Regions from separate parts of the Mus musculus genome. Here regions 2, 3 and 4 are each linked to region 1. The links are chromatin contacts, called in public Hi-C maps. All regions are on one chromosome and are shown on one strand. Each heading gives the region's core, a stretch centred on a gene start, on an enhancer-like site or on the middle of the called end of the contact. The rest is flanking DNA. Distances are from core to core; before and after follow the strand shown. Region 1 has its middle 19 kb from the start of Prep. Region 2 has its middle 23 kb from the start of Mir1929. Region 3 overlaps Atg5 (autophagy related 5). Region 4 has its middle 5.5 kb from the start of Gm35028.

Region 1 (7,058 bases), core at 2,772-5,271:
AGTTAGAATTTCTATTGTTCAAAAGACTTTGAGGTCATTTCCCTGAACTATGGTAAAATGTAAGCTGAAATAATATTGTAACATTGCTATGCACATGAACTTACACACACCTCATTTGCTATAAATACGCTATACTTAAACCTGAAAAACAAGCTTCTGGTGTTTGTATGTAGTCCAACCTAAATATCCAACCTAAAACCCGCAAAGACATCAAGTACAGACTCCAGACATCACCTTATATGAAGGCTCCAGTATCCTACACACTCTTAAGTAGACAAAATGACCCGGGCGGAAGTAGGAAATTCAATTGTTTATGAAAACATCTTCATTTTTAAGGTATAAAGAAAATGACTGTTCATCTTAAAGCCCTGCCTTTCTATTCAGTTCACAAAAGAGAATCTCCCCCAGCACCCCCGACAGAGTCTTTAATTGGGGTTTCCAACCTCTTATCAGGTTCCAAATGAATAAAGCGAATAAGATGAGTCTGAAGTGCTGCTGCTGCTGGCCCAGGGATTGCTCTTCACACACTGAAAGCTGGAGCTTTGCTGCCCCCTGTTGACCGCAATCACAAATAATAAATCTTGTCCGCAAGTCACAAGCGTCATAGTTTTAAAAGTCTTTCGAACCTGGCCTACTCAACCTTAATTGTTCAAGTGGTAAAAGAACCTAGATTGCAGATCCTAGGAGGAATGTGTGACTTTCTCGGGATCACTGAGAGAGAGGCAAATCCGGGGCTATAAAATACGCTGGGCCGTGGAGCTCAGTGGTTGTTTCCCTTTATCAGTTACTCTCCCCATTGTGTAGGTGCCCTTTACACAACACCGGAAGCACCAGTGTGCCTGGATCCAACAAAGCAACAAGTCATATCCTCAGCCATGTTATAGAGAAACCATTTTACACCTTTCCAAAGTGCTCTAAGCATGGGTTCACTCGCAATGACAGTCAGAGAAGTTAGAGTGTTTCTGAAGAATAAGGCAGGTGGGCCTCAGGTGTCTGACTGCATGGTTGTCTGAAAAAAAAAAAAAGGAGGCTTCGATCCTGATCTTTGGCTTGGATGATCCTGATCTCAGCTTTACATGTGTCAGAGGGTCCGTGCTTGGCTCTAAACGACAAAGAGCTGGAACAGGAGTCAATAAAAATGGTAAGGACCTCTCTACACTTTGGTGGGACTGGGGGTACTGGCTCTCCCTGAGAGTAGAGACAGCTCCTTGGAGTCCTGGGCTGTTTCCCAGGCATTAGCATCCTACTGGGAGGAGAAAGCTCTGCCTTTAGGGGCTTTGTGGGAGCCTGGTCTTTGGAAAGCCAGAACTAGGACAGAGCCTAGTGACACCTGGCTGAGCACATTTATTAGCACACAGTAAATACCACTGATGACACCTGGAATCAATTAAGAAGAGACTCTGAAAGGGGTTTGGAGTCCTTTCTGCTACTGTGATAGTGACCAAGCAAGAGAAAGGCTGTCTGATTTCCATGACCAGAATTAGGCCACAACTCGTCCCTGTTAATTCCACCAGTACAAATACAGTCCTCTCTTGGTATCTTCCGAAGACTGGGTCCAGGCTCCCCACCACTATCCAAGCCCAGGGAAGCAAAAAATTTGCCAGCACTCAGTCCCTTCCACAAAGTGACTGTTTGCATATAATCTGTGCCTGTCTTCCCGTGTGATAATCATCTCTAATTGTGATGTCATAGCTGATACCACAGGAAAGCCATGTAAATGAATGTTTTAATGAATGGCCAGGGCCTAATGACAAGAGAAAGCCTGGACACATTCAATACAGATACAATTGTTTTGGCAAAATGTTTCAATCCACGTTGGTAGAGACTGCTAATATAGAGTCTGCCAATACAGAGCACCGAGTGTACAAGATCCAAAAGTGTGCAGAACTTTAAAAAGGAAAGAGTAATCGCAACAATCCAATCTTAAAAAGTTATTAAATCTTAAGACTGTTAAATCTATGTAAGTTGAGGTATATTATGTATAGGATATGTATTATGTGTCTATAAAGACATTGCCTACCCTTTCTGCCTCTCTAAGGTGTGTGGCAGCCTTGAAGGTGTGAGATGCATCTAAATGGAAGGAGGTGCTCACCTTTTTAACCATTCTTATTTGGTTTGCAATTAGCTGTGGCCCTGCCTTTTCCTTCGGTCAACCTAGCACGAACAAAAGCAACACACAGTTCTTGGTAGAGATTTCTGAGATGTGTTTAGCTGTTTTCTCAAACTGGATGGTCATGGCACACACTGGAGCACTGGATCTGGTCCTTGGCTGACTAAATATGCAGCGAGGCCCTGTGTTACCCGCCCTGGACATAAAACGAAAGAGAGAAACAAACCTTTCCTCATTTAAGCCACTGATACGTGGTTTTTCTAAAACTCCTAATTATATGGCTTCTCCTGCATGCTCTAGTATCCATCTACATCTATGCTACAAGTACAATGTATTTTAAAATCATGCCGCAGGGGTCTGGAGAGTTGGCTCAGCAGTTAAGAGAACTTGCTGCTTTTATAGAGGACCTGAGTTTGATTCCCAACTCGTGTCAGGAAGCTCACAACCACTTGTAACCCCCTCTCCAGTGGCTCTCTAACCTTCACAGGTCCCCACACTCACATACAGAAACCCACACAGACACAGATACACATACATATAATTCAAAATAAAATAAAAAGCATGGTGTGGTGATGGTGGCCCATGCCTTTAACCCCAGCAGGTGGGAGGCAAAGTCAGGCAGATCTCTAAGTTTGATGCCAGCATGGTTTACACAGTGAATTCCACAACAGCCAAGGCTACATGGAGAAACATTCTCTCAAAACAAAAAAACAAACAAAAAAAATCAACCTATCAATCTATCAATAAAGCACCTAATTGAGGTAAATGAAAAGGGAATTCTTGGAAGAGAAGTTTAGGGAAATGCATATATTTTTAAGATGGGCAGTGAGACCGAAAGTACTGCTGTACCCACAGAGACTGCTAGATCTGAATAATGGTTAACAATCAGATCTCTGAGTTCCAGGACAGCCAGGGCTATACAGAGAAACCCTGTCTTGAAAAACCAAAAATCAAAAAACCAAAAAGAAAAAAAGAAAAAAAAAAGGATGGTGATGGTTTTAGGTGATGGAAAAATACTAATCTCTGATCATTACAATGCAAACTAGCATCAGGGAGAACCCATCCCTTGCTTGGATTTCTAGGAGCCTGTATTTTAAATGAAGGCAAAGGAGAGCCCTAGCATTCAGATTATCCTAGACACGTTACCTATGAAACTATTTGCTTGTCTTGATGGCGGAGGACCCTATGAGTCACGAGCGTAGACATATGATCTTTAAACGTCTGAATTTGGACGTAAGCAAAGAGAAACAGAGCCACAGGCAGACAAAGATAAGAGCTTCCTGGTTCCCTGTCCCTTCTTATCTCCGTCAATGTCAGCGTTAGCTGCGAGGCTCAATGAAGAGCCTCCATCTCCAGATCTTTCCTTTGACCACTTTCATCTGCGCCTTACAGTGCTGGGGAGAACACCCTAGACGTGCTGTGGAGTGAAAGGAGCAGGTGACACAGGTGGAGGGAAGAAGCAGCCAAACAATGAAGCCTTTGAAGGGAGCCAGTTTCCTAACAGCAACTAGGGCTAATTAGTACCTGTGCGGGCAGTCACCTCAACTCTCGTTTTAAAACACCCATTCCTCTTTCTTCACCTGCTAGAGAGAAATTCTGAGGACAGCGGCTTGCCGCCCTCCAACCCAGACAGGTCAAACTTCTTTGTCCTTCCTGAGTGCACTGTGAAGAAAGCCGCGACACAAAGGGAATGTTTTTGTTGGCAGTCAGTTCAGAGCATGTTGACATCTCTGTTTTTAACAACCCTCTGGTCAGCCTGGGCGTAGTCACTCTTTTGAAAGTCGAGTCTTGAGGAAGTAGGTCACGAGAGCCAGTGTTTGGCTCCCCTGAGCGTGACTGAACCCAGGCGTTCACTACTTGTGTGTGGCTTTAGAATGGGTGTCTTGCTGACACCGAGTGCCACCTGCTGATTCACCAACCTGCATGGCTAGTTACTCCAGCTGACCAGCAAGGCTGGACTGTTTCCTCAGAGCAGGGCACGCTGGGCAAACAAACAACTCGTTGCTGACCAAAGCATAAAAAATTACATGGCAGAAGGACTAGGGTTGACAGAAGTAACCCAAGAGGGCCTCAATACACTGGTGTGAAGGGATTAGACATGGGACGGAGACAAGAGATGTGAGGAAGGCTGAGGCAACAGACCAAAGGCTGAGTGGGGAAGTGAGCAGGGGTTTCCCATTCTGAGGCAGGGGCTTACTTGCCAGTGTCCCTGAAACCCATCTTCTTTTCTTCTTCGTCACACGCAGGCCCCAGTTTTCAGGTTCCTTTATAATCTGGGGTAGCCACGAGACTGGATCTGACTAATGGAGCAGAAGCGAAGCAATAATGTGTGCTACTTTCAGGCCTGACCCATAAAAAACACCTGCTCATAACCCTGTCTCCCCTCCTACTTGCCAGGTGGTAACACTAGAATCCAAGCATCTATGCTAGGCAGCCAGGCTCTGCAAGATGCTGAGCCATCTTCCCTCTTTCTTGCCTCTGGGTACTGCTGACTTGAAGCTGTTCGATCCCAGGACTTAAGAAGGAAACGCGTTGTCTGTTCCCTGGGTCCCTGATCTCTCATTACAGCAGGTCTGCCCCCGTTCATATTTTTGGTCATATCAATAATATTATCAGACTCACACACCGTAGAAGTGATTTACTCTGAAGTAAATTGCTCTAGCTCCCCTCTGACAAGGAATATAGGAGACTTGTTTTCTCCTCCAGCTTCTCTCTCTCTCCCAGTGCCTGCACTGCTCTGCGCATGCGCACCAGCCACACCGCCCTCTCACATTGCCTCCATTGTATACCTTGCTCTTAGCTCCCAAGGCATCTTCCCTAAATATCTACCACTGTGTCTTCCCTCCCCAGCCCTCCCTCCAGAGCTATAACCATTTCAGCCTTTCTCATTCTTGAGATTTCAGCTTAGGAGGTTTTCATATATTTTGTGACTCCTTTGCTTTTTCTGTCCCTTCTACCCAGATGTTATATACATGGGTATGTTAAGTGACTATCTGCTTTGAAACGGACTTTTATTATTAAAGGAAAAACAAGGTGAAGTTCTGCCCTTTGACTGGTATTTGTATTTAACCTGGAATGGCTCCTCTGTCCAGTTTCCTGGGTGTGCTCATGTGTGCATACGAAGGATCATTTTCCCCCCTGAGAGATGCTTGGAAAAAAAATAAAAAAGGTTGATGCAAATGAGAAGATCGAATATATATAAGAAATGGGGACCTTTGAAGTCCTTTTAGCAAAAGACAGGTCAACCTCAGAGTGCGAGCTTAGATGTTACTCTGAAGAACAGTAGGTTTCAGTGGAATGTAGGCCAGCGAGAGGAGAGGGAGAGGAGAGGAGAGGAGAGGAGAGGAGAGGAGAGGAGAGGAGGCCAAGAACTCACGGATTACTCAATATCTAAACGCAGGAAGGCAAAGAAAGGCTAGAGAAAGCAAAGGAGACTCTACCCTTATTACATTTTAAAAGTATTATTGAGACATTGTAAGTTACCAGGTGGCACACGCCTTTAATCCCAGCACTCGGGAGACAGAGGCAGGCGGATTTCTGAGTTCGAGGCCAGCCTGGTCTACAAAGTGAGTTCCAGAACAGCCAGGGCTATACAGAGAAACCCTGTCTCTAAAAACAAAACAAAACAAAACAAAACAAAACAAAAAAAAACCACAAAAAAAATTCTCAATAATGCATTTCTCACTTATTGTGTATTATAACAGTAAATCGATTCATTACTAGATAATCTTTTAAAAAGTTGTGCCTTTATCCTAGAGAAATCTGGAGACAGACATTCATCCTGAGGTATGCACAAGGGAGAAAGCTCTTGAGGGAGCTGTGGGAAAAGTCTCCACCAAAACAGGCTGGACACACTTGATGTCATAGAAAAAACAAGAAATCCCAGGGGGAATCTTTCCCTGTAAGGTTCAGACAACAATATACTCAAGGACCAAGCCAGAGTCTGTGGCTTGAAAAATAGAGTAAAACCTCAGACCAGACCCGTGGCAGAAAGCAGAGCTATAGAGATTATTGGGCCGTGAGTCCAGTAGCCTCACTTTCCAGGAGTCTTAGAAAACATTTGCAAGAAAACGACCTAAGAAACAGGCACTTCCTACACTCTGTTCAGATGAAAAGTTTCGCTGCCCGCCGTGTAATCAAAGCCAGGCAGAGACAAACAGGTTGGTCAAGAAAGCTATCATCTGTACTTACCAATAGGAGTGAAAGTCTAGTGCTTACAGAGAGGAGCCACCCCAAGTTAAGGCAGGGAACAAATCTGAGTCCGGCCAGCAGAGGGCAGTACATTCAACTTTGAGACTCTGAAGGGCTGTAACTTAGGAGTTGGCCAAATGCCATTATGTCTTACTGGATAATACCAGTGAGGGATTGCCTGTGAAAATCGGGCTACTTTCGAAAGGTGAGAAATGATCAGAGCGCACACAGTTCCTGAGGTGCGGGCTTTCAAAGTTTGATGATCAGAACTGCAGGGTTTCCTGTCAGGCACCTGGGTGGTGGGATGTGAATGTGTCCTTTCCTTTATCCTCTAGACGCCAAACCCTTACCAGTGGCTCTCAACCTTCCTAGGATGCGCTCCTTTAATAGGGTTGTGGTCACCCCCAACCATAAAATTATTTTGTTGCTACTTAATAACTCTAATTTTGCTCCTGTTATGAATCTTAATGTAAATACTTGATATGCAGGATATCTGGTATGCGACCCTTGTGAAAGGGAGGTTTGACAACCCCTCCCCCCATTGACCCACGAGTTGAACACTACTGCCTTAGATGTCCTCTTTAGAAAGAGTTGGTGTATAGCTGGGCGTGGTGGCGCACGCCTTTAATCCTAGCACTCGGGAGGCAGAGGCAGGCGGATTTCTGAGTTCGAGGCCAGCCTGGTCTACAGAGTGAGCTCCAGGACAGCCAGGGCTATACAGAGAAACCCTGTCTCGAAAAACCAAAAAAAAAAAAAA
Region 2 (6,780 bases), core at 142-2,641, 670 kb before region 1:
ACACACACACACACACACACACACACACACACACCACCACCACCACCACCTCAGTCTCCTTCAGTGTCTGCCTACCCTCCATCATCTTCAGTTTTTCCTGCAACCTTTGATCTCAAGCTGTCCTCTGAAGTCTGTGTCTGTCCGACCTGACAGATGAGGCTAAGCCTGGCCCTCTTGCAAGCTGGCCTGTGCCAGAGTTGTCTAGGCAATGTTTGTTGCTTTTTAATGATAAGTATAACTTCTGGGGAGTGCTAATTTTAAAAACTTTTTAAAGGTCAATGCCATACTTCTGTTGAGCCAGCTCACCTGGAGATTGGCTTTAGTGATGGGATTCTCTGCTTTGGCTCTGCTATGCTGTTCTCAAGCCCACACACTGGACCTTCTTGGTCCAGTTGTCCATGTTTCCATAGTTGACCAAATTGTTTACCCTAATTCCCCCACAGTTAAGAAAATTCTGTGACATTGTCAAGAAAGCCATTGTCCATTTAAAAGGTCATTCATCTTTTTAAAGGTCTCGTTCATCTCATTCATCTTTTTCTCTCATTCATCTTCCATTGGTATTTTCTGCCTGTGTTCACTGTCTGCGCAACAGCGTGGCTGTTCAGCGCTCTCCATATGGACCTTTGATCCCTCCCAGATTGCAGATTTCTGGAGACCAAAGCCAGAGAGCTTGGTACCACTCCTGAGGTGAAGGGCAGAACGGGCGCAGCCTGTCTGAGGACTCTCGAGAGGGTTCTGCCAAGCACATGGCTCTCTACTTTTCTCCTCTGTTATTTCCAGAAAGTCTCACAAACTCCTTCCATCTCAATTCGGGCCTTCTTCAACAAGCAGAGACAGATTTAAGGTGAGGGACTTCTCCGGCTGGCCCTGCAGCCGGGGTCTGAAAGTGACGTGTCAGGCAGGGGTTGGGGCGTGGTTGGCCTCCACCCTCGGCTGGAAAAGGACATTTTTTTTTTTCAAGGAGAAGGTCTTGTCTCTGTGTCTACCTCATCGCAATCCTCTTTGTCTGGTTTCTTCCTCCTACCCAGTCTCCTTTGCCTGCCTTCCCCTTTCCCTGACTGACTTCCAGGCTACCCCTCCCCCAGCCTGTCTTCGTGCCTTCCTCCTTACACTCGCCTGATCCTCTGTGCGTCTGGTCGGTTTCTGTTCCCTCTTGTTCTTTTTCTTTCACTTTCCGCCGCCCACCCGTCATTTTTAACAGTGTCATCATGACTTACAGTGTGGGAACATGGAACTCAGCGTCTCCCACATTACACAGCCATCTCCGGATTCCATGTGACCAGCACTCTTGCCCTTCGCTATGAGGGCAGAATTGATGCCCCACCACTTCCCAGCTGCCAAGGCCCAACTCTCTCTGAGTCTCTGCTTCCTGCTCACTGCAGAGGAGGGCAAGGCTAGAGCGGGAGGATGGGGCAGCTGCTCGTACAACTGCGAGCGGAGGTTTCTAGTACTGACATATATGACTATCTTCATAATCGACAGAGCTCAGCTGAAACATCCAAGTCAAACGAATAGCAGGGTCTCAGTCATACACAGAAAGCACTCTTCCCTTTTTCTTCCCTCAGCCCCACACATGCAGGCTTGTGCAATCAGTTCTTATATAAAGATCTGCTTGAAGTCAGGCCTGGGGTTTCTCGGAGGCATTATACCCCCCTTTCAAAGGTCAGGGTTCACTCAGAGCAGCTAGAGTAACCTGGATGTTAAGAGTTGGGAGGGGAGGCACCTCGAGGTTTCCGGGAATAGGACCTTCTTAGACTCTGTTTCACAATGCAAAGAATGGTTTGTATGTCTCACATGCAAACCAGATTTGTTGATCTGAGTGGCAATGTCCCTTTGCAACTGTGACCAAGGATGGAAATTAAGCCTGTCTCTGTCTCAGAGGCTGGGCTTCTGCCAAGCACTCCGTTTACTGCTGGTTTGCTACCTTAACCCTTGGCAGCAGCCCGGGGCTCTGCTTGCAGCCAGCACCCAGCCAACACAGTGAAAGTGATCTTTGCATTGAGCTGTCTGCCTACAGGTCTCTACAGGCATCTCCTGCCCTGGCCTGTCTGCAGAGCCAGAGAGGCTGGCTGACAGGAAAGTGAGCCAAGGCTCCTGGCAACGTTCCAAGTCCCAGAAAGGAACTGCACCTAATCCAGCATCCTCTTCCTTTTTTTTTTTTTTTTTTTTTTTTTTCAGGTGCAAGTGGTTAAAATTCACAGTCATGGTTCCACTGAGTGGAGAAGCTTCACTCCCAACACAGCAGGGCCGGTCCGGCGCTGGGGCCCAGTTAAAGGTGATTAAGCTGTTTAGAACAGAACGGATGCTCAAAAAAGGGGCCTCCAGCCACGTTCCTCTCTGTTCTGCTGTAGGATGCTGGACACAAAGGCCCTCGGCAGCTGCCACCCCTCAGTCTCGAACTTGCCTAGAACCCTGAGCAGAGACATAGTCGGTTCACTATCCGGTACCGACCGGTTCTGGTATTCTGTGACAGTGGTAAGCGAAACGAAGCCACCTCCCATGGGCGCACCCTCCCACGACACCTGCAAGAGAGCAGCCACAAAGCATGAGGCTGCTGGTCCGTAAAGACCTCGAAGTGGCCTCAGAGGCCCAGTTCGGGTACTGAGAAAGTATTGATGTTTATGGACTATGCAAAGATGGTCTGAAGAAAAGGGAAAATACAGCAGAGATCTTCCTACATAGGAATGCAGTTTCAAAACACAATTTGAAAAGAACTATTTCTAGGGGCTGAAGAGGTGGCTCAGCAGTTAAGAACACTGGGAGCAACTCCAGAAGACCCAGGTTCAATTCTCAGTGCCCACATGGCAGCTCACAACTGTTTATAACTCCAGGTCCAGGAGATCAAACACCCTTCCAAATACATAATGTAGGCAAAACACCAATGCACATAAAATTGAAAGAAAGAAAGAAAGAAAGAAAGAAAGAAGGAAAGAGAGAGAGAGAGAGAGAAAGAGAAAGAAAGAGAGAAAGAGAAAGAGAGAAAGAGAGAAAGAAGAAAATAAATCCGGGTAACGGTGGCACATGCCCTTAATCCCAGCACTCGGGAGGTAGAGGCAGGGGAATCTCTGTAAATTTCAGAATAGCCAGAGCTGCACAGAGAAACCCTGACTCAAAAAAAAAAAAAAAAAAAAAAAAAAAAAAGAAAGAAAAAAAAAAGAAAAAGAAAAGAAAAAGGAAAAGGAAAAGGAAGGAAGGGAGGAGGAAGCGGAGGGGAACTAGTTCTATAAAACCGTAGCTTTCATCCGTATTCACTAAAGGGCAGCAGTCTACCACTCCAGGCTGCCTTATATCAGAACTAAATGTGTAATGCTGCCCAGGCTGAGTACTCACCTTAGGGTCCTTTTAACTGGTTTTGAAAGTTTCAAAGCTGAACTTCCTAAGGGCTTTGCCCTAGACCTATCGATACACATGGAAATGTAAGGGGGAAAAATCCTTTAACCTCCATATATATACACATACATACATATTAATCTGAAAAAAAAAGGAGAAATTGAGATGTAATAGTAGAGGCAGGACTAGCAGTAACTGACTAATACTTACTATGCTCATATGCGGTATGAGTGTAAACGTCATACACACGCAGTGTCAGGTTTTTTAAATTCGATTGTATGACTGAAATGCTTGGTAGAACTTCTGCTTCTGGCCAGGATGGGATAATCGACCCAATGTGTCTTCCTTCCTGCAATAACCTCCAGGAGGAAAGCAGACAGAACACACAAAGCGCTTGTTTTCACAACAGCAGACCTCAGGCAGTACAGAGCAGTGCTCCCTGAGAACCGGGAAACAAACGAGGGGCCCTGGGCTTGCCTTCACCTGCTAGACCGCACTCGGGTTGCTTAATAAGTGGGAACTGTGTTTTGTTCTTAACGTTTGGCACCCTTTTTCTAACTGGGTTGTAAAGTCTTTGAGAACAGAGGCTCCCTGTCCTGGACAGCACACCCCTAGTCTATGATGCAGTTGTCACATGTTGCTTGCTGAATAGACACTCACCGGATAAAAACCTGAGGCTCTCCTGGGGTGCGATGTGGTAAGTTCAGAACTGACGGGATGTTGGAGCTCCGTGTATCATAGACTGTGTCGTCTGCTACATAGATTGTGTAGTCCTCATTTCACAGAGAACGGGACAGGTCCGAACAGCACAATGGCTTGTCAAAGCCACATGGCTCCTCAGTGGTGAGAATTGGTAGGCTTGTTCCTCTCTATAAACCAGTACTCAAGAAGTTAGCAAGGCAGAGCCTCAAGCTGCACAGTGCCTTTCTTTAGGATGCTGGCTGCATTATCCACAGATCAACGGTATGGTGTAGCACCACAAGTTCAGGGGCAGACAGGTCCTGAGAATTACTGTGGACAGGATGCTGTTAGAGTTTAGATCCAAGACATGTGTTGAAGGATTGGTCCCCAGGCTGTGGTATTGGGAGATAGTGACTGAGGTAGGCATCTGAGAAGTGAGGCCTGATGGGAGGTCTTTAGATAACTGGGAGCATGTGTTTGAAGGCAACTGTGGGACTCCATTCCTTCTGCCTTCTTACTTCCCTACCGTGAGTGAACGGCTTTGTCTGCCATGCATTCTCTGCCGTGATGTGCTTCCTTTCGACAAAAGCAATAGGGCCAGTAAGTTATAGACTGAAACTTGAAAGCTATGAGCCAAACAGACCCCTCTCTTTTTGTAAGCTTATTACTTCAGGCATACGTTCCAGTCATGGAAAGCTGATGATCACAGCCAGCTAAGGTTAAAGGGTTAGCCAGACTCTGCTCAGTTCTAGTAAGATGTTGAAGGAACTAGTAAGTAAGCTGAGAACGAAGGCCAGAGGGAAGCTATTTCTAAAATGAGCCCAGAGACTCCTGGGGACTTAGAAGGAGAAGTTGGACTTCTAACAAGGCTAAGCCTTTCCTAGAAACTTTAAAAGAACCAAAAACACACAGAGTGATCAAAGCCTTAAATGCCTTTCCTTGGCTGGTCATTGCGCTCAGCACAGCCCTGTGGGCTGTATGGTTCTTCTGGGAGCTGGGAAGGGTGGGATCATACAGAGAAGTTCATGTGGCAACCCTACCCATTGTCTCAACACTTGGCTGGGCTATCTCTGGAAGTCTACATAGAGGAGTAGTGCCCGAGGCCAGGCCAGCTTGCTTGTCAGAGCTGGAGCACCCTCAGACCATAAGATGTGTTCTGGCATGGAAAGAACTGCCTACTCTGTATGGAAAGTCGCTGATAGCGTGTTCCCATGAGGCTGAAGCGAAATCTGTGGATCAGTTTTGAGCACTCTCTGAGGCCTGGTTCACATTCAGGCCTTCTCAGCCCCCCTACTGCTCAAAAGGATTTATCCCAGTGTATGCTAGGAACTGAAAGCTGTCGCCAAACCCTTCCCTTTGGGTTTATTCTGAATTCAAACCATTGCCAACTCCTCCAAGTCCTTGAAAGGCAGCCTGGTTCTTTCTAAGCACTTTTCCAATGGCTCAAAACTTCTAAGACATGTCTTGATGTTCTGAGATTCTGTCCTGTGCAGGGAGCAGAGTAATGCTACGGTGACGACCCAGCCAAGGTGTGGGGGACCTGGGGATGAAGTTTCTTGCTTGGCTGTTGTTTCAAGATTTGTATTTTTTATTTTACAGTGACATTTGGACTTTGCCTCACAAAAGAATCCAAAAAGTCTCAAAGCAAATGATGATTTAAATGTGGCTGTGGACGATCCTTGATCCTTGAAACCCCACACAATTCCTTTAGGAAGGAATCTAGCAAGAGAGCCCACAGCTTAAAGGGAGTCCTCTAAGCAAGAATTGCTCTTTGAGTCCTACCCAGCTGGCTCAGAGCCCAGCTTGGGAAGGGGTCTTTGGACAAACCTGGCACCCAGGATTGGACCCAGCAGTCTGTGCTTAATTGGGTTTTACTCCCTGGCACCAGCAGTGACTCACGAAGCAGAAGCCACTGTGCAGGAGAAAGTCAGGTTACTGGCAGCAGAGACGGCTTTCTGTGCACCGAATAGACTGGGCAGTCCAGAGCTGTTGTTAGTCTCCAGTTTATAACCCAGGAAAAGGTAGCACTGAGTCACTGTCTTGCTCGTTTGTCTTTTTGTTTTTAGTTTGAAGTACTCAGGACTAACTGAGCACTGGGTTCGATCTAAAGGACTGAAAAACAAACAAATAAACTAGTTATTAATAATAAAGGCCTATGTATTTTATTCTCTCAGGTGCCGGCAGTCACAGGGCCAATCAGAAATACACTGGGCTCAAGATGTAAACATGATGTCCTCTGGATCAACATGAAGCTCTGCACTGGACTCTGTGCTCTGGGACAAATAAGCCCTGCTTTCTCCATGGGGCTCCTTGTGGGCTGCTCTTCTTTGTGGGTCTTAGCCTAAACCCATCTGCTCAACCCTTGCCTGTTTCAGTATCCCTGCACAGCACTGCTGACCTTCCTGGAGGGCCTATGGATTCCTCCCACCAGACCAAACTCACCCCAGCATGGACACATATAGGTGGTTTTCTCTGCTCTTGGTGGTCCCCTTGTGTGCCACCCCCCCACACACAAATGCACACACTCCCACACTATGGGTCAAAAGCCCAGCCCAGCAGGGGCTTGTAGGTACCTTTCTTTCCTGGAGAGTCTGCTGCCCACACTCATCTTTGCTTCCTTTAGACTGCCCAGCTTCTTCACCCACTCCCCAAACCCTCTTGATCAACTCGCTACCTCCCCTTACTGGCAAGTCTCCTTCAGGAGTTCTAGGCCCCTCCCAAGTTTATAAGAATCCCCAAGGTTTCCCTAGTCACAGGACAGTCTTGTAC
Region 3 (6,834 bases), core at 1,255-3,754, 760 kb before region 1:
TCCAGTATGTTTTTGCCTACTTTGTCAAAAATTCAGTGGATACATAGCTTTGTCATTTTATTTCTGGATCTTCTTTTCTATTGCTCTTCCTGTGTGTTTTTATTCCTGCACCAGGCTGTCTTTATGACTATACCCTGTAGTATAACTTGAGATTCCTATGTGTGGGTGGGGTATGTTTGTGCTTGTGTGCACATCTGCCATGCAGCCACGTGGAGATCAGGACAGCCAGTTTTTCTCTTCCCATCATGTAGCTCTCAGTAGTCTAAGTCAAGTCATTAGACTGCGCAGCAAGTGCCTTTCCCCACCAAGACATCTCTCCAGCCCATAACCACATAAATTTATTCATTTTACTTATTTTAAATTTATCTTACTTTGATTTTTAATGTGTATTTGTTTCAGTGTGTATCTGTGTGAATTTATGATATGTTTGTGGGTGCCCAAAGAAGCCAGAACTGGGAATTGGATATTCTGGAACTGGAATTACAGGTGCTTCTGCGGAATCCTAGCTGGGTGCTAGAGAGACCTCAGGCCTTCTGAAGCTCAGCGGGCATTCTGAACTGCTGATCCATCTCTCCAGCCTGGACATTTATTCTAAAGATCAGCTGCTAACCTAGTCAGGAAGTAATGAGGGCTTCCTGTTTTCAGCAAGTTAATTTGAGTGATTTGTACATTCAGAAATTTTTCTTTTGAGTGTAGAATTTAAGCATGCTTGAATTTGAAGTCTCACTGTGGTACTGAATGAAATTTACATATGTATATCACTAGCTTAGAATACTTGTATATATTTAATAAAAGTCAAGGCACTGCTAAGTACCAGGGTCCTTATTCTAAGTTGACTAGTGGCCAGTAGTTTGACATAAGGCAGGTCTTTTCCCACCTAAGGCAGTTTGCTTATGTGTGGATGGCCAACAGCTGACTGATCTTTAACTATGGATTAACTGATGCCAATCCCAAAGGGTTTGTCCTGGGTGGGGAGAAAGGATAAAAGCAAGCTCCTTGATGTACCTCGGTGTTAATAATTGATGTCCTGCTGGAGAGATGGCTCAGCCATTGGAATACTTTTGGCTTTTGCAACAAGTTCAGTTCCTAGCATCTGCATGGTGGCTCAGAACCTTTTGTAACTCCAGTTCAGGGGGATCTGACACCCTGTTCTGGATCTTCAGGGCATCAGAAATGCATGTGTTGCCCACACATACATGTAGACAAAACATTCATAAACATAAAATAATAACTCTAAAAAGAATTTTAAATTGATATCCACCTAGGCCCATAATTTTGGAGGGCACCATGCAATTATTTAGGATTTTTCTTATACATTATACTAAATTATGAATTAACTGCCCAACACTGTCTTGGTTGTATATTGACCCTTAATACTCAGGTAGAACCTCCTTGGGTTGCCCTGTGCATTATCAGCAGTGTGTGTTTCATCATGTACACAGGTGACATGGAGTATGAGCATGATAGCCTGGGCTATCCCAGAGCTCATGCACATTGTCCTTCCCTGATCCTGAGACTTTCCTCATGTGCAGAGCGAGCTAGCAGCGCTACCCTGTGGAGTAAGGACTGTTGTGAGTTGGAGAAATATTTCACTGGGACTGAGGGTGTTAGTCACTTGACAGTGTGAGTAAGAGTTGGAGAGAAGCAGCGTGAGTTAGTACTAGGCTGGGGAGTCAGAGCACAGCGACTGGATGTTTAGGGGTCGGGGCTTACTGAGGTCTATAGGACGGAGTTGTAATCAGTATGACTGGAAGTATTGGTGGGGCCAAGTTATGCATCTGATGAAATTTAGAAAAGGGAATAAACTTAATAAAGAGCTTTTTGTTGTTGTTTATTTGTTTGCTTGCTTGTTTGTTTGGCAGGGGCTCATGTCACCCAGGCTCAACCCATGAGGCCTATAGGCTTGCACCAACCCCAGTTCTTGATTGGTATATGCTATCATCTGCAAATCGAAGCAAATATTCTTTTTATTTTTTTTTCAGGAGAAATGATAAACGTGGTAGGAGAGGCTAAATACATTAGATGGGGCAAGTGTAATTATGTGAATAATCATCTGAAATTAGATTAAGATCATAAGGCACAGGTACAAGGCTCTCTTTTAGGTGAGTGATAAGAGTCTACCAGGCTTGAAAAAGTAAGAAGTATGTGGTGTGATTTACTTTGTGCCTGGCCCTTTAAAGGATCCCCAGTTGCTAGTCACCTGGCCCTTTAAGAGAACTGCTTGACCCTATGGCCTTTGGTTTGGGTTGCCTCTAGAATTCTAGGGATAGGAGAGGATATAAAGAGCCAGCAGAGGCTGAGAGAGGGGAGCCGAGGGTCCAGGTGGCAGGAGAGTAGGGTCAGAGAAGACAGTTGGTTTAGGAAAGGACTGAGTAGGGCTGAGGAGAAAAGACAGTCAGTGTAGAAAGGAGGCTGAGCAGAAGAGAATGGGAACCTGTTGAGCCAGAGACCATATTATTAGGAGACAGTAGAGAGACTAGCAGAGTGACAAGAGACAGTTGGTGACAGCTGAGCCAGGAGAAGCCAAGCTGAGCAGATAGGGTAGAACAGCTGCTATAGTTTGGAGAGGCTACTACTGGGGAAAATGAGAGACGAGACTGTTTAAGCAGACTGTTGGGAAACTGAGGGAGGAATGGCTGAGGAAACATTTGAAGGGGCTGAGCTGGAAACTGGGAGGGGGGCTGGCCTGTAGTTAAGAGAACTGATTGCAGTTTGTAAGAAAGAAGGCATTAAAAGAAACATTAAAAAACACACACATTTTGCAGAAGTATAGTTTCTATTTTGATGGGACTTATATTGCTTATTACTTGAATATGTAATTGGCATCACATACACATGCATGCACATATGCATGCATGTGTATACACACAGACTTTTTGAGATTGTGTTTTACCAAATAGCTCAGTCTTGCTACATACAGACTCTTGTCTCGGCTTCTCTAATGTAGAAATTCCTGGCTTTTACCTACCTACCTCCCCTCCTCCCTGGCTGGGAGAGAGTAAGAGGTAGGTAAGTATGGCTGGCCTCATACTTGGAGAAATCACCTGCCTCTGCCCCTCTGCCCCTCTGCCCCTCTGCCCCTGCCAAGTGCTGGGATTTAAGGTGTACATCAGTGAGGCCTCCCCATACCCCACTCCACCTTTTCTTTAAGTGAAGTTTTTTGGTGTTCATTTTTTGCCTATGAAATGTTTTCATTAATTCTTGGAAGGATCTGACTAATGCTATTTATTCTGTTTCCAGTTTGGCTTTGGTTGAAGGAAGAACTTAGCCTATATGTACTGCTTCATCCACTGGAAGAATGACAGATGACAAAGATGTGCTTCGAGATGTGTGGTTTGGACGAATTCCAACTTGCTTTACTCTCTATCAGGATGAGATAACTGAAAGAGAAGCAGAACCATACTATGTAAGTGTGCAAAGGGGACCTATAACTTCGTCCATTATTTACAATAAAATAAAAGTTTTAGAATGTGGAGGCTGTCACTTTGCGATATTTTCTCCATCCACCCTTCCTTCCTATGTTTCTCTTTCTTTGTTTCTCTTTCTTGTATTCTTTGCTCATATGATACATCCTGACGCAGACTCCCCTCTCTCCCCCTCCTCCTCGCCCGTCCCCTCCCCTCGTCCCTCACTTTACTGTGGGCGGTTAGAAGACTAGGATGGTTACTTGGCTGGTCACGTGCTTACCATGTAAGTGTGACAACCCAAATTAAGCTCCCCAGGACTCACTTGAAACGTGCCATGTGTCATAGTGTGGGCTCTGGGGAGGCAGAGACAGGAGGGTGCCTAGGGGCTAGCTGGTCACCCAGCCCTGCCTTCAAACCAGTGAGCTCCAGATTTAGTGGCGCTCAGTAACGTGAACAGTGGCTGGAGAGATGGCTCAGTGCTTAGAACTTGGCTGCACTTGCAGAGAACCCTGTTTGAGTTCTAAACACCCGTGTGGCACCTCACAGCCATCTGTGACTTTGTGCTGCACATACATGCATGCAGGCAAGACACTCACACACATAAACTCTTTAAAACAAATAAGGTGAAGGGTAATGGAAGAAGACAGCTAACACTGATCTGTGTGGCTACATGTATGTACATGTGTGTGCATGTATGTGCACATGCACCTGATGCACCGTAAATGAATCAATGCAAACAAAAGAGGGCTTGAGAGGCAGCTAAACAGAGAAGTACACATACTGCTCTTGGAGAGGACCCAGGGTCCCAGGATCCATTTTGGCAGCTTACAACCCCCGTAAGCTCTAGTTCTGCTCTTCAAAAGTACCTGTACATACACATAATTAAATAACAGCAATTCTCTAAGATAAATAAATCCCCTCTAATCATGCTACCCACAGTTCAAACACACATGTCACTTTAGACATACTGATATGCGTTCTTTTTTGTGTGCGTGTAGTCATCTATCTTAGAGAGTGGAGTCAGGCTATCTCTACAACAGAGCACAGACTTAGAATGTCAGTACCTACCACACAGCACACCTGTAGTGGAATCATAAGCAATGTGCTGTGTTTTAATAGGAAGCTAGGTTTTTTTAAGTTTTATTTACTTTATGTATATGGGTATTTTCCTTCATTTAAGGATGCCACATGATTGTTGTACCTGAGCAAGTGAGAAGAAGGAGCCAGATCCTCTGGAACTGGACTTGTACACAATTGTGATTGGTCATGTGGGTGGTGGGAACTGAACCCAGGTTCTCTGCAAGAGCAGCCAGTGCTTTTAACCCAACATTGGATTTTTACATATTTAGATGATTCCAAGCAATTAGTCAAATATGTATATTAATGGACTTACAAATATATATACAGTAATAAAATCTCTTCACATGACAATGTTATTTATGACCTAATGTTAAATATGACCTAATGACCTACTATATGATCACAACATGTTATGTCTGACATGTTTAATAGAACATTGGGGCATGGAGTATAGTAGGGTGGTAGAATATTTTCTTAGCATTTAGAGGAGAGGCCCTGGGTTCAGTTCCCAGCCTCCAAATATCTAAATGAAAAAAAAAAAAAAATGTATGTTTGTGTGTGTGTACAATCACTGTGGAATACTGGTATGCATTCTTTTTTGTTTGTATAAACACACACACTGGTCACTCGAACACCACAGAGACGCCACACACACCACAAACATATACATCACAGACCCACACTGCACCATACACACCTCAGATACACGTATACTACAGAACACAGACCACACACACCCTCCTACACACACAGACACACCACGATCACACTTACCAGACACAACCACACCACACAAACCCACATATATACACACACATCTCTCTGTCTCTCTGTCTGTCTCTCTCTCTCTGTCTCTCTGTCACACACACATGTGTCAGTCAATGGATCAGTAAGGTGGATCCTCAGTTCATTTCTAGCATCCATGTCAGATGGGGCATAATCACCTGTAACTCCATCTCCCAGGGGTCCTACACCCTCTTCTGGCCTCTAGGATCCTGCACTCAGATGGCACACACAACCATATACACGTAAATACAAATATAAAGACTGGCTGTGTGGAGGACGTTAGTATAGATTTTGAATGTCTAATCCTCTTGCTTTGGCCTCTGTGCTCAGTACTAGAATTCTTTTTCTAAATTTATATTTCATTTTATTTTGTGTGCCTAAGTATGCATATGTGCACCACTTGTGTCAGAGACCTTGGAGGTCAGGAAAAGGGGTCCTGTATCCTGCACCTGGAGTTACAGAGAGTTGTCAGCCATCATGTGGGAGTTGGGAAGGAAACACCCGTCCTCTGTAAGAGCAGTAGAGCACTCTTAACCATGGAGCCCTCTCTTTACTCCTTGAAAACAAAATATTTTAAAAAGATTCAAGGCCCCATGTAACTTCATTAGCCTAGAGCACGCTGTGTAGCAGAGTCATGACTCCCTGCAGCGCCCTGGTCCCTTTCTTCCCAACCCCCACACCACACCCTGCTCTCCCTTCCTTCTGTTCCCCTCCCTCTTTCCTCCTTGGAAGAAGTCTCACTGAAAAGCCTCAGGCTAGCTTTGAACTTAAAGGCATCGTCCTGCCTCTGCCTCCTGAGTACTGGAACTAAAGGCATGGGCCACCACGCCTGCCTGAAAATTCTTAGTTTACTATGCTAATTTCATTCTCTTTTGGTATGATAAATTTCCCCGACAAAAGCAACTTAGGGAATTATTTTTAAATAAGTAATTCACGGTTATATATTTAATTTTGGTTGCAGTTCATTTTTGCTGCGAAGTTGAGGCAGCAGAAGTTGAAGCACCTAGTCACACCACATCCAGAGTCAGGAATAAACAGAAATGCATGCATGTGCACTGCTCACTGCGCTTCTCTGCTCTTAGTCCAGAACCTAAACCCAGGGAATGGTGTCTCCCACATCAGTTAGCACCGTCCAGGTGACCTCCAGCTCTGTAGACAGTTCCGCATTGAGACTGTCCTGCCAAGTGATTCTAGATAGTGCCGAATTGGCAAAGCCAACCATCACTCACACGTGTGTTTTACACCAATAGATTATATTTCTGAAAGAGGGCAGGTTTGCTATACCCCTGTGATTTTGTATATCCTTCAGTGTACCCTGTGTATTGGTGCTTTAATTTCAAAAGAGTATAATGTATCTTTGCCATTTATTAGCTATATTATTAAAATATTATTACTATGATATTTTAATATCAGTAAACATTAAGTTCTGTGTAAAAGAGGTGGTAATACTCATGTGAATCATTTAATATTTACAATAAATTTGATAGAACTACTTAGTATCTGGATTAGTATGCCATGCAATTATGTATTAGATAAAGGGGTAGGGAAAATTATAGATTTG
Region 4 (7,091 bases), core at 3,673-6,172, 610 kb before region 1:
TTGACTCTACATTTTAGACGGGTCCTTCCTTCCTTCCTTCCTTCCTTCCTTCCTTCCTTCCTTCCTTCCTTCCTTCCTTCCTTCCTTTCTTCCCTCTCTTTCCAGCCAACCCTTTTAAGAGCATGTAATTCTTCAGGTTGCAGATGAGCAATGATAGGTTCTGTTACTACCCTTAAGTTGGAGAAAGGACCGAAACAGCTGTAACTTACCCACGATGGGCTGGTTTGCTTCAGATAATGTAAGTTGTAGTCTGGGACCCACGTGTATGTCAAATCCAGAGGAGACCAAAAACTACCAATTTGAAGCAATACAACTATAAATCTTCTAGGGTTTCTGTTGGTTGCAAAAGCTGTGTAACAGGTGGCCGTGTTAAAAAAAAAAGTCTCTACACAGCCCCCCAAAAGGTTTGTGCCTATTGGGATTCCACTGCCTTAGAACAAAAGGTTGACCCAACCATTACTTCTTAACTTTCATCTCTGCCTCCAGGCACATTGGTTAACTTCATATGGAGACCATTTAAGACAGAATATACCACTTTAAATTCAGGGGCAGTAGAGGCCTTGTCTGTGCACCTGAAATAGAAATGCATTCAATCACATGTCTTCCCTCTGCTGTGGAGAGCATCCAGGTTCCATGATCAAAAGTGGAAGGATCTATAAACACCCTGCCCCCTCTTTTTTTCTAAACAGCAAATATGCACACCATGTCTACTACTCAGTATCTGAGGCATTATCCTCTGAGGGACGGGTTAACTTGATACTCCACTTTCTTCTCTGAAGCAGTTGATGTGACGCCTGCCTGTGTGCAAAAGCAGCAAAAATACAATCTCCCTGTGGTACCTCACAGAGGACCCGCCATCCATAGAGTGAGTGAAAGGTGGTTCAGAACCACAGCAGACTGTGGCAGGCCGTGCTTCTCCAGGACTCTCTGTCTGTTTCTTCCTAACATGATTTAATGACTGGTTAAGAGTTCAGGCCATTTGGCTTGGGATACAGCTCAGTGGCAGAGCACTCACCTACTGAGCACAAGGACCCTGGCTCAGTTCTCACAACAACAACAACAACAACAACAGAGCTAAGTTTTGTGCTGTAAGGTGCTCACGTTTGGCAAACGTGCCCAAAAGTATGAACAATAGCAGCAGCTCCTTGGGGTTCTGCCCAGCTGGCAATAAGAGCAGTGTCTAATCTGCTAACATCGGGAGCAGAATCAGTTTCCAGTTCCGGCATGAAGTTGTTAAACATCTTGGGCATCTCCCTTGACCGTCTCCGAATCTCTGGGCTGGAGATACTCCAAGTCCAACACCGTCGTCACCTCCTTCATGGGAAACCCCTGGGAGGAAAGGACACTGTCTTAAAGCCCCCCACTAGCCAAAGCAAAGGACCTCTACAATCCAAAAAATGCCAAGGTCCCTGGGGAGGTTTTAGGAAAGCCTCTGCCTCTTTGGCCTGTGGACAGGACTACATTCACAGGGTGGTTATTAATGAGACAAGTGCATTAGGAGCCGACTCATGTTTTGGTTATCCACCCTGCTGCACGCATTGGTTAGTAGTTCCTTGGGTCATCTAGGTCAAATGTCCCCTTGGCCTAGTTTCCCTCGTCCCTAGGTCACTAGAGAGGCACCTGCTTCCTTCAGCCTGTCCTAAGGGTGTGCTCATGGAGGGAGGATGCCCACCAGTCACTGGACAGAAAACACATCCCTACAACTAAGCTTGGGATAGGTGGCCACCTGCTTCCCACCTCTTCGATGTATGCATTACTGAGTGTGGACTACATTTAGAAATGTAAGTGTGGGGACAGCCCCACAGTGGGGAACTGGCTGTGTCGTCTGGCCATTTTCCACCACACCAGGCCTGGCTGGTGTGTACTTGAGTGCCTCCTTTAACATCCCTAGTCATGCAGGCTCACAGGAGGGCAGACTCACACTGGTAGAACCGGTCTACTTCCTGGTGCTCCCGTACTTACTTCCCCAACTATGCAAAGGGGTGGAGGAGGGAAGCCTGCTATGATTGGCATCTTCCTTGCTACACCTGAGCCCAAAGGTGTTCAGGGAAAGGTCATGTGGTGGCTGTCAACACAGACAGGACTTGAGGCCAGGCCAACCTGGCTTCACCAGGGAACATACCACCAGGAATGAAAAGGAACACTGGACACGAAGCCATGTCACTTCCGGCAAGACAGGGACAGGCCATGGCTTTGGGTCTCCTGAACTCCTTTGTGTCTTCTTTATGGCTCTGCCCTCGTCCCTTGGCTCGTCCCATCGGGTGCCGCTGGACTATCACCTACCTGTCGTGCCAGCAGGTTGGAGAGATGACCAGGCATGTTTTTTGGTGATCAGGGTGGTAAAATGGCCCACATCATCTGTGCTGGAGGCAATCACAACGAAACTGAACAGTCAAGTAGAAAACTGTCCGCCCACAGGCCCGCCGAGCCCAGTGCAGCAGTGGAGGTTAGGGGGTCGGGCTGCTCAGGCCAGCCTCTCTGCTACAGCTCGTGATTCAGAAATTACTGGAAGCACGCTTGCTTTTTCAGTCACCGTCTTTCAACGGTTTATTCATAAGGCAATTTTTCACTTTTCACTCGTTTTCAGCCCCTTTCACATCTATCTACTCACAGTTTCTGTCTTGGCTTTAACCTTTCCCTCCTCCTCCTCCTCCTCCCCCTCCCCCACTTCTCCCCCCCTCCTCCTCCTCTTCTTCCTTCTCCTCTTCTCCTGCTCCTCCTCCTCTCCCTCTCTAAGCTCAATTTGTCCTTATTCCCCCTTTTAAAACTTTAAACCGTTAAAGTGGTATAGAGGCCTCAGTGGCCTCACTAACTGAAAAGGTCCCTTTCACTGTCCCCTTAGGGGTCTCCTTACTGTGTTCTCAGGGCTTCCTCAGTTGCCAGTGTTTCTGTACCTTGCTCCTTTTTGTGACAATAAACTTAAAATCTTTTTTTACTTGTCTTGTAAATATGATTTTGCTTAAACAAAAACAAACAAAAAAGCAACAGCAACAGCAAAGCACAAAAGAAGGAGGGAAAGGACAAAGAAGAAAAAGGAAAAACAAGAGCAATTACAGGATTCTGGTTTTGGAGTCCAGCAAGAATTTAACTTAAGCATACTCACTATTCCTATTTTTTAAGAAATGTAGGTTTCTTTCAGGTGAGTGTATTAAAGCACATAGTTCTCACAAGTCAGCAGGACCTGCAAGCTCACTGTCCTTGGCCAAAGAAGACACAATGGCTGGTTCCACACTAATTTGCCCCCCCATTCTGGGTTCCCTCTACTCTCTGATCTCTAGGCACTTATGCAGCAACCTGGTTTCCAAGGACAACAGGAAATCATGGAGTCTTAGCATAGCAAAGGTATGTTACTTCCAAGATTGCCAGAAACAATCCAGGAGTGGCTCCTCATTCTAAGGGTCGGAAAATCAGGGTGAATGGGGGGAGTGATGGGCAGACCTAAGACTAGTGCTCTTTATTATGAGTACACAGTGTGTCCCCTGTGAGTAGGGACTTACATTCAGTTTCTTCCTTGAATGTATTCCTAGACTATGGGCCCGAGACATGTGGAAGAAAGTTAGGTGACCTTGCTATTAATCTTCAGGTTAGGTTATTGATAGTAGGTTATGTGTTACTGGATGACAAAGGTTTACATAGAAGTTGCTGATGTTCCATACTTCCTTAACCTGTATGGGTGGGAACTTGAACTCAGGGTCACTGTGCTGATACTGATGGGAGAGGGGAGGGCAGAGGCCACCCTTCTTCCTGAGTACCTCCTGCACTGGTTGGGGGTTCTCTAACAGGGCCAGGGGAACTCTTTGTTTCATTGCTGTTCATGATTCCTGGGAACTGCAAGGTGGGACACTCTTTGTTTCTTCCTTTCTTCCTTTCTTCCTTTCTTTGTTTCTTCATTTCTTTGTTTGTTTCCTTCTCTTCCTTCCTTCCTTCCTTCCTTCCTTCCTTCCTTCCTTCCTTCCTTCCTTCCTTCCTTCCTTCCTTCCTTTCTTCTCCTCCCTCCCTCCCTGCCTCCCTCCTTCCCCCCTCTCTCTTTCTTTCTTTCTTTCTTTCTTTCTTTCTTTCTTTCTTTCTTTCTTTCTTTCTTTCTTTCTTTCTTTCTTCCTTTCCACAGAATCATGGACTCTTCCTCAGAGTTAGGCAGGCTTTTCTAGTTTGTTAGGTCATACATACTTTGTTTCTAAAGAGTCTCAGGAGGTTAAGGAAACTAAAGTTCTCCACCAAAGTCTTGAACATGTCTTGGTTTAGGTCCTCGGCTGCACATAAAATTGACAGATGCTTGGACTGTTGGCATAGAGGGGCTTGCTGGGATATCTTGGGATGAGCTTGTGTTTTTAAGTGGGGTGACTCTTCCTTAATTCCTACAAGTCGGAAAACTCTGTCCCTGCCTGAGGAGAACCCCAGTGTCTTATAAACCTCAGAGATAGTTAGTCTCAGTCTAAATCAATGGTTCTCAGCCTTCCTAATGCTGCAACATTTTAATGAAGTTCCTCATGTTGTAGTGACCCCCAACCATACAATTATTTTGTTGCTACTTCATAGCTCTAATTTTGTTGTTATGAGTTGTAATGTATCTGATGCGCGACCTCCAGGATGGGGTCACTGGTTTAAACTCTTCTGCTGTGATCTTATTTGTTCCCCACCCATAGTGGAGAGCAGCTGGTTTCCTTTGTCCACAGGTGAGTTTTCCTGATGCCCAAAGATGGGGCGTTTTCCTATCATTTCACGAAAACACATTTTGTAAGCACACTGAAGAATCTCTTACCAAAATTACCCGATGGTGCTTATCTGCCACTTCCTCTTTCTTTCTCGATAGGGCAGAGGAAAAACTCAAAGATGACTATGTCACACTTGTGCTGAATAACACCTTCTATCTTAAACACAGAGAGAGGGAAATGTGTACAGGGCCAATCCTGACTCAGCACTTGGCAAGCCTGGAAGGAGCCAACTAGGAGAAGGTTCGTTAAGTTTATAGTATTCTGAGAAGCTGGGCCACAGCAGAGAAGATTTGCATAAATCTGGTTAAAAATAACCTTCTGGAATCTTGCTGCAGTTTTCGTCTGAATCACACCGATTAGGGCTGTATTGAAATTAAAATCACTTCTCGCTTATTTAAGCTGTCAGCACTACTTTGAACACTTGGACTTTGGGGTCTTTGAGGTCTTGAAAAGGGATGTGGTGGGAGGCTTCTCCATGGTCTCAGAAACTCAGGATCATCACACAGCTGGAAGTGGATTTTAAGAGGTAGCTAATTCCAAGAATGGTCTAGCTGAAGGCAATGAAATCAATGTATTATGGGAAAAGTGCTCCACCTTTGCGGACTGGCTCATGGAGCGCCTTGAAACCTTCCTCTCATTGAGCATCTTTTAGCTGCCCCTCTGCCCTCCTCTCTGGACAACCTCCCTGGAGGCCTGGTTTTGTTAGAAAGCCTTCTCCATGTGCATCCTATTGTTTTTCCTCCCTCTGACCTGGCCCTTTCTCATTATCTTTTTTTTTTTTTATTCTTTTTCCTTTTGGGGGGAAAGGGGGAGACAGGCTCTCACTATATAACCCTGATTTGCTTGGAATTCCTTATGTAGAGCAGGATGGCCCTGAACTAAAAGAGATATGCCTGCCTCTGCTTAAAAGTATGTGCTACCACACTTGGTACACACACACACACACACACACACACACACACACACACAGAGAGAGAGAGAGAGAGAGAGAGAGAGAGAGAATAACATCATTTACATCAGTTTATGAGAACAAAATTATTTCATTTCCCCCAATGAAAGGCCATCAAGAATTGTGCTCATAAACTTCTATGATGCACCACGTATAGTCTCTATATTGTAATATGATAGGGAATATTTCTGTATAGCTTTTATGTAATTAAGGAAATTTAAAAAAGAATTAGTGACTTCTTGAGACTTGCTTTGCCCACTGAGGACTATGTAAATCTAACAGTCCAAACTCTGGCAGAGGCGCTTAGGCTCCTGGTGGGTGTTACTGTCCCACTCAACTCTATGCATAGTTGTTCCTGAGATGGGCAACTCTAAAGAAAACAAGACCTCATCTACCAAAGAATGATGATTTATGTTAGCAATTGTTACACCCTAGATATTAAGGAGGTTTTAAATATATATATTACCACAATGGTTCTGTAGAACTCGGGCATCTAATCAGCACCACTTGGCACATTAGGATAATAGGGTTCTGCTTTTCTTAACTGCACAGTTATATGTTGGCAGCATTTCAAGATGTTTAAGTGAATTAGGATGAAACCCTGAAAGCAAAAGAAAACACAAGAGAGTCTGGAGGGCCGAAGTATAAGGAGTATTGTTTTCTCAACATACAGCGTGGACTCATCAAGTTGGCCATGGTGAAATGGGAGCCACGAAAAGCATCAGAAAGGGGGTTCCAGAACCTTCTCGAGAGAGCAGTCACGTTTTAAGACCCATCTCCTATTTTTATCTTCCAAAGGGAATCAATTTGACTTGTGCTGTCTCTCTCTGGGGACAGGTTAGGTTCTGAAACATCCATGAAGAAGAAAGGAGTCTCAGTCTCACCATAGGATCCACCAGGCTCCGAGCCATGCCACCAGGAACCCTGATCTTCACACTAGTTTGGGGTTAGTCAGCCTTTTGGAAATTCACATCAAGTACCCGAGTTGCCAATGAGAGTCCCAAGTTTGGAGTGGTGGTGGAGGAACATAGGGCATTTTTTGTGGCACATTTTGGGTTAGCTTCAAACCACAGAAACAATACTAATGTCAACAGCAAGAAAGGTTTCTGACCCCAGCTTCCCAGAAGCCCTCACCCACCTGCAGGCTGTGAGTACATATGTGACATTTCTGAAATAGACACTAGTCTTCCTTAGTTCCTCACTATGACCTCAGGTATACTGATACACATCCATAACTCATAAGGAAGGGAAAACTGCACACTATTGAGAGTGATGGCACAGCGCCCTGAACACACTTGGTCTTGGAAACTAAGCAGCGTCTGGCCTGGTTAGTAGTTGAATGGGAGCATGAGATAGTTCAGGTCAGTGATGCTCACTCGCTTCCTAGGACAGCCCACAGAAAGGGGAGATATTGGGCATCACGTCATATT

The links. Hi-C and Micro-C count contacts between places; a contact is called where the count stands out from the background.
Region 2: a contact with region 1 is called in a Hi-C map of bone marrow-derived macrophages, with 17 read pairs. The contact joins two enhancer-like sites. A contact is called at or near these places in 1 of 15 datasets of contacts at CTCF or cohesin (large pre-B cells), 3 of 484 Hi-C or Micro-C datasets (the N1E-115 cell line, bone marrow-derived macrophages and nephron progenitors), 4 of 115 datasets of contacts at active chromatin or transcription factors (bone marrow-derived macrophages, embryonic stem cells and microglia) and 1 of 9 other capture datasets (embryonic stem cells).
Region 3: a Hi-C map of muscle stem cells shows a contact between it and region 1, with 3 times the contacts expected there. The contact joins two enhancer-like sites. A contact is called at or near these places in 17 of 39 promoter capture datasets (the 3T3-L1 cell line, the HPC-7 cell line, HPC-7-derived erythroid cells and 11 more), 9 of 15 datasets of contacts at CTCF or cohesin (CD8 T cells, the NIH/3T3 cell line, embryonic stem cells and 4 more), 198 of 484 Hi-C or Micro-C datasets (the AML12 cell line, the AtT-20 cell line, B cells and 102 more), 17 of 115 datasets of contacts at active chromatin or transcription factors (PVALB interneurons, astrocytes, bone marrow-derived dendritic cells and 9 more) and 1 of 9 other capture datasets (embryonic stem cells).
Region 4: a Hi-C map of bone marrow-derived macrophages shows a contact between it and region 1, with 12 read pairs. The contact joins two enhancer-like sites. A contact is called at or near these places in 3 of 484 Hi-C or Micro-C datasets (the G1E-ER4 cell line, bone marrow-derived macrophages and palatal mesenchyme) and 3 of 115 datasets of contacts at active chromatin or transcription factors (effector CD8 T cells, pancreatic cancer cells and stem cell-derived neural progenitor cells).

Annotation. Positions count from the first base shown.
Region 1 is chr10:45,044,925-45,051,982 of GRCm38.p6, forward strand. No RefSeq gene overlaps it. Among named protein-coding and RNA genes, the nearest start is that of Prep, 19 kb to the right of the region's middle. Within about 2 kb of position 4,022, at least 85 of the 459 cell types and tissues checked have an H3K27ac peak or open chromatin away from gene starts, as enhancers often do. A contact at or near this core is called in bone marrow-derived macrophages and muscle stem cells, where this site is marked.
Region 2 is chr10:44,379,565-44,386,344 of GRCm38.p6, forward strand. No RefSeq gene overlaps it. Among named protein-coding and RNA genes, the nearest start is that of Mir1929, 23 kb to the left of the region's middle. Within about 2 kb of position 1,392, at least 189 of the 459 cell types and tissues checked have an H3K27ac peak or open chromatin away from gene starts, as enhancers often do. A contact at or near this core is called in bone marrow-derived macrophages, where this site is marked.
Region 3 is chr10:44,282,792-44,289,625 of GRCm38.p6, forward strand. It overlaps Atg5 (autophagy related 5), which reads left to right. Exons shown (of 8, transcript NM_053069.6): 2 at 3,241-3,406. The coding sequence starts at 3,299. Among named protein-coding and RNA genes, the nearest start is that of Atg5, 18 kb to the left of the region's middle. Within about 2 kb of position 2,505, at least 7 of the 459 cell types and tissues checked have an H3K27ac peak or open chromatin away from gene starts, as enhancers often do. A contact at or near this core is called in muscle stem cells, where this site is marked.
Region 4 is chr10:44,429,964-44,437,054 of GRCm38.p6, forward strand. No RefSeq gene overlaps it. Among named protein-coding and RNA genes, the nearest start is that of Gm35028, 5.5 kb to the left of the region's middle. Within about 2 kb of position 4,923, at least 38 of the 459 cell types and tissues checked have an H3K27ac peak or open chromatin away from gene starts, as enhancers often do. A contact at or near this core is called in bone marrow-derived macrophages, where this site is marked.